Regions from separate parts of the Mus musculus genome. Here region 2 is linked to region 1. Evidence: chromatin contacts called from public HiCAR-type data. All regions are on one chromosome and are shown on one strand. Each heading gives the region's core, a stretch centred on a gene start, on an enhancer-like site or on the middle of the called end of the contact. The rest is flanking DNA. Distances are from core to core; before and after follow the strand shown.

Region 1 (4,511 bases), core at 901-3,400:
AGTGTATCGTACTTCATTTCTATGAAGTCTTTGAAAGGACTTCAACGCATCAGCACACCTACCTGAGAGATAGTGTTAACTCCGTGTTTTTTCAAAAGCTTTTTATAGAAACCTTCTGTCTGTTCAGGTGAATCGAATTCATCTTTTGTGAAGAGACATACATCTGAGGATTCGGAGAGAATGCTATGAGGCAAAGGTCTGCAAAACACGACAAAAAAGGCCAGAAAGTACGTGGGTTATTCACAACACATGCTTACTCTCATTCAAGGTCATTGTTGACCTAGGAGAGCTAAGGAGAACATACAATACATGCAGGCAAGCCAGATGAATCAGTGGGTGAAAACCTGTGCTCAGTGCCAGGCCTAACAACCAGAGCTCAAGCTCCAGGACCAACATGGTAGGGAGAAATGGCACTGACTGCCACATGCGTGCACCCAATACTCCAGACAGACAGACAAACACAAATAAATGCTCTTTAAAAATATTTTTAGTTATTTGTTTTCATGTCATTGTTTCTCTGTCTTAGAATACGCTCTGAAGATAGGGCTGGCCTCGAATTCAAGAGATCTGCCTGCCTCTGCCACTTCTGGCTCTAAAAGAGAAAATATTGGGCTAGAGAGACCAAATGCAGGATTGTACACACTCAGCAGTTAAGAGCACTTGCTGCTTTCCCAGGAGATCTGATTTCTGTCACCTGTACCAACACTGGGCTGCTCACAACCTCTTATCTCTGCAGTCTAGGTGGTCTGACATCCTCTTTTGGCTTCTGCAAGCACTGGACACATGTGGCCCACATTCTTACACTCACACTCTGAGTTTTAAAAATTAAAGGGGGTGGGCGGCTGGAGAGATGGCTCAGCGGTTAAGAGCACTGACTGCCCTTCCAGAGATCCTGTGTTCAATTCCTAGCAACCACATGGTGGCTCACAACCATCTGTAATGAGGTCTGATGCCCTCTTCTGGTGTGTTTGAAGACAGCAACAGTATACTCACATACATAAAATAAATAAATGTTAAAAAAAAAAAACAGCCAAAAAACAAAAAAATCCAACCAAACAACTCTCAAGAGATAAATAATTACTTACACTTTGACCCGAAGTTCTTTCTCTGGAATTTTCCATAATATCACCATTAAAAATAAATTTTCGCTCCCACTCAACAGCAATTCATTATTGTTTTTTTTGGACTTTGAGCGATTAGATATTACTTCCACTGCCTTTCTAATCTGCAGAGACAGAGAATAAGTTAATTTTCTCAATCTATGTTAATTGCTCCCACACAGACATATCTGCTTCCTTTGCTCCTTTGGGGGGCGGGGGGCGTTTCAAGAGAGGGTTTTCCTATATAGCTCTGGCCAACCTGGAATACTTAGTCCAGGCTGGCGTCGAATTCAAAAGATTCGCCTGTCTCCCGTGTGCTGGGATTAAAGGCGTGCGCCACAAAGCCTGGCGCTCCTCTTTCTATTGGGCAAATTTCATCAGCGTATCGGGATATTACAATTTGTACCCATTGCAATGTAAGAACCCGTCTAAAACATCTAAGGACTTGCTTCCAAAATCTGTTTACAGGTTGTCCTTTCTACGTAAGAGGACTATTCGGAAGCTTCTCCTGCCCTCTATGAGAAAGGAAGCGGTCAGGAAAGGCGCGTTGGCCCTGCTACCAACACTTTGTGCACGGACACATGACCTGTGATGCTGCAGAACCGAGCGCAGAAGCCCGCTTTCCACAGGAGGCAAACAGGCCAGAAGTGTGAGAAGAGCGAGCCCGCTGGGTGCGTTCCCAGAGGCCAGCCTCGAGCTCCGGAGAGCCCACGCGGTCGCGGGCCCACTTCATTTCCAGCCTCTCGCCCCACACCCTGCGCCGAACGCGGGTCCTAACCACCCTGCTTCCCGAATCGTCGTCCCCAAAAGCCACTCGCCTGCTCTCTGTCCAGCTGTAAAAGAGCGGTCGGGGTCACTTGCACGTCGGTGGTGGTCGCCTCAGCGACCGAGGCACTGGGAGATTCGGACGCAGAGCCCTTCATGTCGCCTCGTGTGGAAGGCCTGTAGAAGTCAGAGCTCATGCGCAGCCCGGAGGCCCGGAACCGGAAAGCAGTCAGTAACACTGCGAGGGGGAGGGGTATCACGTCATTTCCGGCGAGGCGCGAAATTAGATGTTGGGCCCGCCCTCTTGGGTAGATGGTGTTGCGGTCGTAGACTGTGCCCAGAGTTATTCTAGCGGCAGCATCTCCTTTGCCTCCGACTCTTTCTAAGGCTGCAGGCCTGAAAAACCCTGTCGCTCCTTCCGGAGGACACCGAGCGAGCGCCCTAAGGAGAGACTAAAGCCCTCTCTTCAATCCCGTGCTGTCTTCTGCAGAGCGGGAAGCCGTGGCTCCTCCATTCCTTTCTGGCTTCAGGCGTCGGTTTCCCCAAATTGGTGGTATTCCCAGGAAATAAAGAGAAACTGCCAACGCTAGGCGCGGGATGCTGCGCGAGAAACGAAAAAATGAGTCGGTCTCTCAGGAGCTTCGGCCCAGGTAAGACCTTGCGTGAGTGTGAAGGGATAACTTTAGTGTAGGAGAGAATACGCCAGAACGTCCTATGAGTAGTTGCCAAGCATGCCCACTGTGGTGACCGTGCCCAATACCCCGTATTCGAGGTTGTTCTCAGTCAGTTCAGGGAGCTCTCAATAGTACCACCAGTTTTTATTTTCGATTAGTTCGAGACAGAGCCTCTATTGAGACAGAGTATTATTGAGACAGGGTCTCTATTATTGAGACAGGGTCTCTATTATGGCAATTCTGGCTATTCTGGAACTCTATATAGACAGGTCTGACCTCGAACTCACTGAGATCCTCCTGCTTCAGGTTTCAGAGTGCTAGGATTAAAAGCATCCACCAATACGCCCCCACTTAAGTCAAACTCTTCCTATATCACCCAGGGTTACCCGAGTGAGCCTCCTCCTCTACGTCTCAGATGCTAGATTTACAAGAGTGAGCGAGTCCCCTGCCCCCACCTTGTACCGGCACAGTTACATAATTTATTTAGAAATTTTTATGTGAATGTTAAGGATAGTGACAGGTTCAGCTAGCTGTGTGGGAATAAAATGCTCTCCATTGTCAGATGTCTTCCAAAAGTGCTCCTGTGAAGGGACCATGCTCTGCTAGTGTCTGTTGAGGGAGGACCTTGTCCTAATTTAACTTGTAGAATACAAGTCCTTGGCACCTGCTTCTACTTGGCTATTTAGAATCTAGTATAAGATGGACTTTTAACATATTGCAGTGACTTGCTACACTGGGCTTGAGGTATGCAGGCTAACACACTCCAAAGAGCATTGGTGGTCTTAGGTGTTCTCTTGCCTGTATTCAAGTTTGAGAACCAGACGTTTTTGGTTTTTCGAGACAGGGTTTCTCTGTGTAACAGCCCTGGCTGCCCTGGATCTCACTTTGTAGGCCAGGCTGACCTTTAGCTCACAGGAATCTGCCTGCCTCTGCCTCCCAGTGCTGGGAGTAGGGCTTTTTTATTTTATGTATATGTTTTACTTGCCTGTGTATCTGTACACCACATGTGGGAAGTGCTAGTGTAGATCCTCTTAGAACTAGAATTACAGATGGTTGGAAACCACCGTGCGAATGCTGAGAATCAAACTGTAGTCTTCTGGAAGAGCAAGCAGTACTCTTGACACCATCTCTCCAGCCCCAAGCACCAGACTTTTGAGCCAAGGAAATTCCATGAATTCAGATGATAGATCCTTGAGGCGATTGGAAACAGTAAGTGTCTAGAGCCAAAGAATTGCAAAATTGAAGAAATAGGCTTTTAAAACTGACAGGGGGCCTAGTTACCAAACTTCACTTACATTCTGGGCTACAGAACAATACTCTCATCTCAGTGTCATTTCTGAAATTAGACTTATGATTACTGTTAGGCGTGTAATTTTTGTCTTTACAACTCCCTCTCATTCACTCATTTGTAAGGTGGCCCTCCCTAGAGAGAGGGAAGCCAGATGCTATGCTGTGAGACTACGTGGGCAGCCAGCTAGTAACCACATGCATGAAGGTGGAAGGAAAGCCTTCTTTGTAGACACAAGAGAGACTCCAAGTCAGAGCCCTTTAGCTGTGCTGCTCCTAGCTTTCTCATAAAACACAAATAAGCCTTTGCTAATTTTAGCTGCCGTTCTCTATCAATAGGTATTTGATAGAAATTTATAGCCCTCCCACTCACATATTCAACTGTATAATTAATATTTGAACTTTTGTACCTCCCATTCACCATTTTTACCATGATCTCATATGATGCCCTCAGCTTGCCCTTGTATTTCCTTTCTCAGTATTGAATACTTCTAAGACAAAGAGAGTTATTTGTAAGTCTTTTCTCTTCATCCCTCAGTTTGATGAATAATAGTCTGCAGTGTGGGCTTGGCGGCTCACATCCCTAACACCAACACTCAGAATTATAGGATTAAGGATTTCAACGTAAGCCTTAGCCACCTGGCACGGTTAAGGCCGGTCTAAGCAACATGAGACCATTTCAAAA
Region 2 (4,560 bases), core at 510-3,009, 2.6 Mb after region 1:
AAAAGTTGTTCTTAACCTCAGTATAAGAATGAGAATTGTAGCTGGGCGTGGTGGCGCACGCCTTTAATCCCAGCACTCGGGAGGCAGAGGCAGGCGAGTTCGAGGCCACCCTGGTCTACAGAGTGAGTTCCAGGACAGCCAGGGCTATACAGAGAAACCCTGTCTCGACAAACAAAGAGAGAAAATAAATATTAAGGAGATAAAAGAAAATCAAAGAAATGTGAATTTCTCTAGGAATCTCCTGCTGGAAGAAGGCAATGGCACCATTCTGAAGGGGAACTTGTCTCCAGAAGAGATCTCAATGAGACCTAAAAAAACTTGTCAGACCACAGAATGAGACTAAAGCCTAAATAATGATGGGTAGGATCCAAACCAGCAGAAATAAGGGCCTCAAACCGGATTTATCTGGCAACCGGATTTCTCTCTCCCTCTCTCTCTCTCTCTCTCTCTCTCTCTCTCTCTCTCTCTCTCTCCCTCCCTCTCTCTCTCCCTCTCCCTCTCCCTCCCTCTCCCTCTCCCCTCTCCCCTCTCCCCTCTCCCCTCTCCCCTCTCCCCTCTCTCTCTCCTCTCTCCTCTCTCCCTCCCAAGTGCTGGGATTAAAGGCATGCGCCACCACTCCACCACTGCCCGACTGTATTTCTTTATCTCATGCTAGTCTCCATAACATTAACCACGCGGAGAAAACAAGATTTATTCCAAGCAGCTCCTCAATAGCTGAGGAGTTAAATGATCTGTTAACCTCTTAAGATAATCTGGCTACCTCCCACCCATGACCCCAATTCTTATCGTCAGGTTCTTTGGGCTTCGTGTGTTTTCATGATCTTGCTCCAGACTCTTTCCTCATTGCTCCAGTTCATCCTCCTAGCCTATCTGAAACTTATGAAATATAAAGCTCCGGGATAATGCGGTGGGCGGGCCCATGTCAAGGTATCCCCCTGAGGAATCACACCTTGAGACAGATCAAATATAAAGATGAAATGAATAGGGATATAGAAAGGGGCAGAAGCGGAGGACAAAGAGAGGGAAGAGAGGCTGCCTGAGAACACATGGGAATAGAGAGTGAAAGAACTGGGGTAGTGACTCCTCTGTATGCTGGTGCTGCTGTCACACTTGCCTTGCACCTGGCGGGCAGCGGGCAATGACACAAGCTGTTGCTGGGTAGCTCTTGGCCTGAGCCTGGTGGAATTGTACACCAATAGAAACTCCCGCTCTCCTTCCCTGTGGTCCCTGCGTCAGACCCCAAGCCCCTCCTACTTCTCTTCTGCCCAGCTGCAGGCTGTAGGCACCTTCATTAACCAATCCGGGATAACTGGGGGGTGGGGGGTGAGGGGGAGGAGTTATATAACAAAAGCAGGTATATGTGAGGACCCTGTTTCTTCCGCGCTTACGCCCCCGCGGTGCTAGCTGGGGCCGCAATTCTCGGGTTCCCCACGCCTTCTGCACTACGTCTGCCAGCTGAAAGGGACGTTGACTGAATAAACTTTTGCGAATCAACTCGGCCGAGGCAGGGGTCAGGGCTGGGTGACGCAAAGCGCGAGGCTACCCTCGAGGTTCTCCTTTCCGCGTCCTTAATGCTCAAGTCTCTGCGACTACAGCTGCTGGCACCAGCCAGGAGGGACACGGGTAGTGAGTGGACGCCGACAAAGTTTGGACTACATCTCCCGTGATGCCTTGCAGCCCAAGGGCTATTCCGTCTCCTCGATCTCTTCGGGCTGCTCCACGTCCGCCTGGACTACACATCCGGGCCGAGTCCGCGGTGGGCGCGGCGCCCACGGTGGGCGTGGCATGCCCCGAGGCGGGGCGAAGCGGAGCGGGGCGGGGCGGGGCGGTGGCCACCTAACTCGGCCTGGCGGCGGCCTAGACGATGCCACTGCTGGTGGATGGGCAGCGCGTCCGTCTGCCACGGTCCGCTGTGGAGCTGGTCCGGGCGCACCCGCCTCTGGAGGTGAGCGACCTACCCGGGCTTTCGGGGCGGATGGGAACTCCGCAGCCCGGCCGCCGACGCGCTTTCACTAGGGACCTGGTGAGACGAGGCCCAGAGAGGTTAAGGTGACTTACGGAAGGTCGCACAGCGCGTACACAGCGCGAGGACACTCGGCGGGCTCTGCAAGTCGGGGCGCTCGTGCGGATCCCCGCATTACCCAGCTGCAGAAAGGTGTGGGCGGGGGTCCCAGTTCTTTGCGCGCTCATTCCTGCCCCCCAGGGCGTAGAGGGGCGCGGATTATTTTTTAGCTAGAAATAAGGGATTCGTTTGGAAGTTGCTGGGTCCGGGAGGACTGCTCCCTGATGGAGTCTTGTTCTTTCCTTGTGGGGACTTCTGAAAGAGGGCTCATAGTGAAGGCAGTGATGACCAAGTATCCCACATACTAATTTGGACTCAGCCCGTCCATGGATCTCACATAGTACAGTCTAGGACGGGACCTGTTTCCTAATCAGTTATAGCCTTGAAGGAAAGATGCCCACGTTCCCTCTGAGAGGTGAAGCACTGCGTCTCTGTGGAGTTTGTGGTTCTGTCTGCTTACTTGCTTTGTCTTCCCCTGGATCTGCTTCCTGGAGCAAATGCTTCCTGAAAGCAGATGGCATTGTGCTAACCGAATATTTGTTGGGTAAGTGAATGGGCAGAATGACCCCTGAGAACTACGGGACAGGGAGACTGACTGTTAATTTGAATTTCAAGACAGCCTGATCCTAATACTGGCTCCTACAAATCGGGCTAGGCACTGTACACTGTGTCGATGAAGCCAGAAATAACACAAGAAAAGTTCCAGCACTTCAAGGATTTAGGAGCCTCTCTCCTGTGTCTGAAACTTGTAGTTTTAGTGGCCACGCAGCACATTACATGAGGCAGAGACGAGGTGATGTAGGGTGGTGTCTCCGGAAGCAAGGGTTTGGTTTATTTAGGGAGACGCAGCCCAGAAAGGATGCAGAGTGGAGAGTTGGTTTTCAAGAGCAGGGAAGTGGGGCCAAGGAGGCCCCCAGTGAGGAGGGCAAAGAGGGCTGCACATAGAGGCCAGGGGAACAGTTGGAGTGAGGACTTCAGGCCCACTTGCCTTAGGGGATGATGTGAAGGCTCCGTAGAGGAAAGTAGAAAATCAGGTCCTTGGTCACAACCATTCTTCTAAGTTTTGGTTCAATTTTGTTTTTGAGACAGGATTTCTCTGTGGAGCCTTGGCTGTCCTGAACTTGTTCCGTAGACCATTCTGGCCTCAAACTCTGAGATCTACCTGCCTCTGCCTCCCCTACTTTATTTATATGCTAGGCAATCTTCTGTTTAAAAAGATTTGGGATAGGGTCTGTGTTGCTCTGGAGTCTCACTGTAGGCTGGCGTCTGGCTCTAAGAGCTCTTCTCTCTCCTTCATCCCACATGCTGGCGTTAAAGATGTGCACTAGCACATGCTGATCTTTCTGTACTTATCTGTGTGAATGTATGCGCACATAGGTGAGTGTGTATGTGTGTGCACAGGGAGGCCAGAAGGTGGCATCAAGCACCTGTCTCTCCACTGTGTGTAATTCCTTTGAGTCACGGTCTCTCCCTGAATATGTGTCTTAGCTAGGCTGGGATGGAGCAAGCCCTAGCCATCCTCTTGCCTCACGCACCTCAGAGTTGGGGTTACAGTCATGTGTGGGAGTCTTGGCTTGTGAGTGCTGGGACCCCACTTCTGGTAGGTTTCCCACAGCAGTTTTAACTACTGCAGCATCCTCTCTGTGTGAGCCCTGTCCTCCTTTTCTATTTCAGAGAGACAAGCTGACCGTGAATGCCTTGAGACCTCTTACTTCAGTGATACTGTGATTAGAGTTATTATCCAATGTGCCCATCATGATACATTAAAAAAAATTATTCTCAGCTGGGCGTGGTGGCGCACGCCTTTAATTTCAGCACTCAGGAGGAAGAGGCAGGCGGATTTCTGAAGTTTGAGGCCAGCCTGGTCTGCAAAGTGAGTTCCAGGACAGCCAGGGCTATACAGAGAAACCCTGTCTGGAAAAACCAAAAAGAAAAAAAAAGTTATAAGAAAATTATTCTCTTATTTATTCTCTTATATATTATTACATCCTGACTGCAGTTCCCCTCTCCACTCATGATCTACTTTTTGAATGACAGCATACTATATATTGTCTTGTTTAGTTTGGTTTGGTTTTTCTGATACAGTTTCACTCTATAGCCCAGGCTGGCCTTCCACACACTCATGTATGCCTCAGCCTTGTAAGTTCTAGGATTGCAAGTGTAAACTATAAACTACCATGGCTGGCTTATTCCTCTGTGCCCTGTCCGTTCCTTTCTCTTTCTTTCTTCCTCCTTCTCTTTTTTCTTTTCTCTTCTTTTCTTTTCTTTTCTTTTCTTTTCTTTTCTTTTCTTTTCTTTTCTCTTCTCTCTTCTCTTTTCTCTTTTCTCTTCTTGTCTTTCTCTTCTTTCTTCCTCTCCTTTCTCTCCTTCCTTCCTTTCTTTTTCTTTTTCTGGGGGTAGTGGTGGTCATGGTGGTGGTAGTGTGAGACAGGGTTTCTCTTTGTATCCCTGGCTGTCCTGGAACACAGAGATATGCCTACCTCTGCCTCCCAAATTCT

The links. HiCAR-type assays count read pairs that join an accessible place to other places.
Region 2: a HiCAR-type map of astrocytes shows a contact between it and region 1, with 8 times the contacts expected there. The contact joins the promoter of Ntan1 here to the promoter of 2610020C07Rik in region 1. A contact is called at or near these places in 1 of 39 promoter capture datasets (cranial neural crest) and 4 of 115 datasets of contacts at active chromatin or transcription factors (astrocytes, embryonic forebrain, pro-B cells and 1 more).

The regions. Positions count from the first base shown.
Region 1 is chr16:11,201,233-11,205,743 of GRCm38.p6, forward strand. It overlaps 2610020C07Rik (RIKEN cDNA 2610020C07 gene), which reads left to right and starts at 2,151. Exons shown (of 3, transcript NR_038156.1): 1 at 2,151-2,515. Rsl1d1 (ribosomal L1 domain containing 1) reads right to left here and starts at 2,060. Exons shown (of 9, transcript NM_025546.2): 1 at 1,919-2,060; 2 at 1,086-1,225; 3 at 63-198. The coding sequence starts at 2,023.
Region 2 is chr16:13,817,492-13,822,051 of GRCm38.p6, forward strand. It overlaps Ntan1 (N-terminal Asn amidase), which reads left to right and starts at 1,760. Exons shown (of 10, transcript NM_010946.4): 1 at 1,760-1,945. The coding sequence starts at 1,865.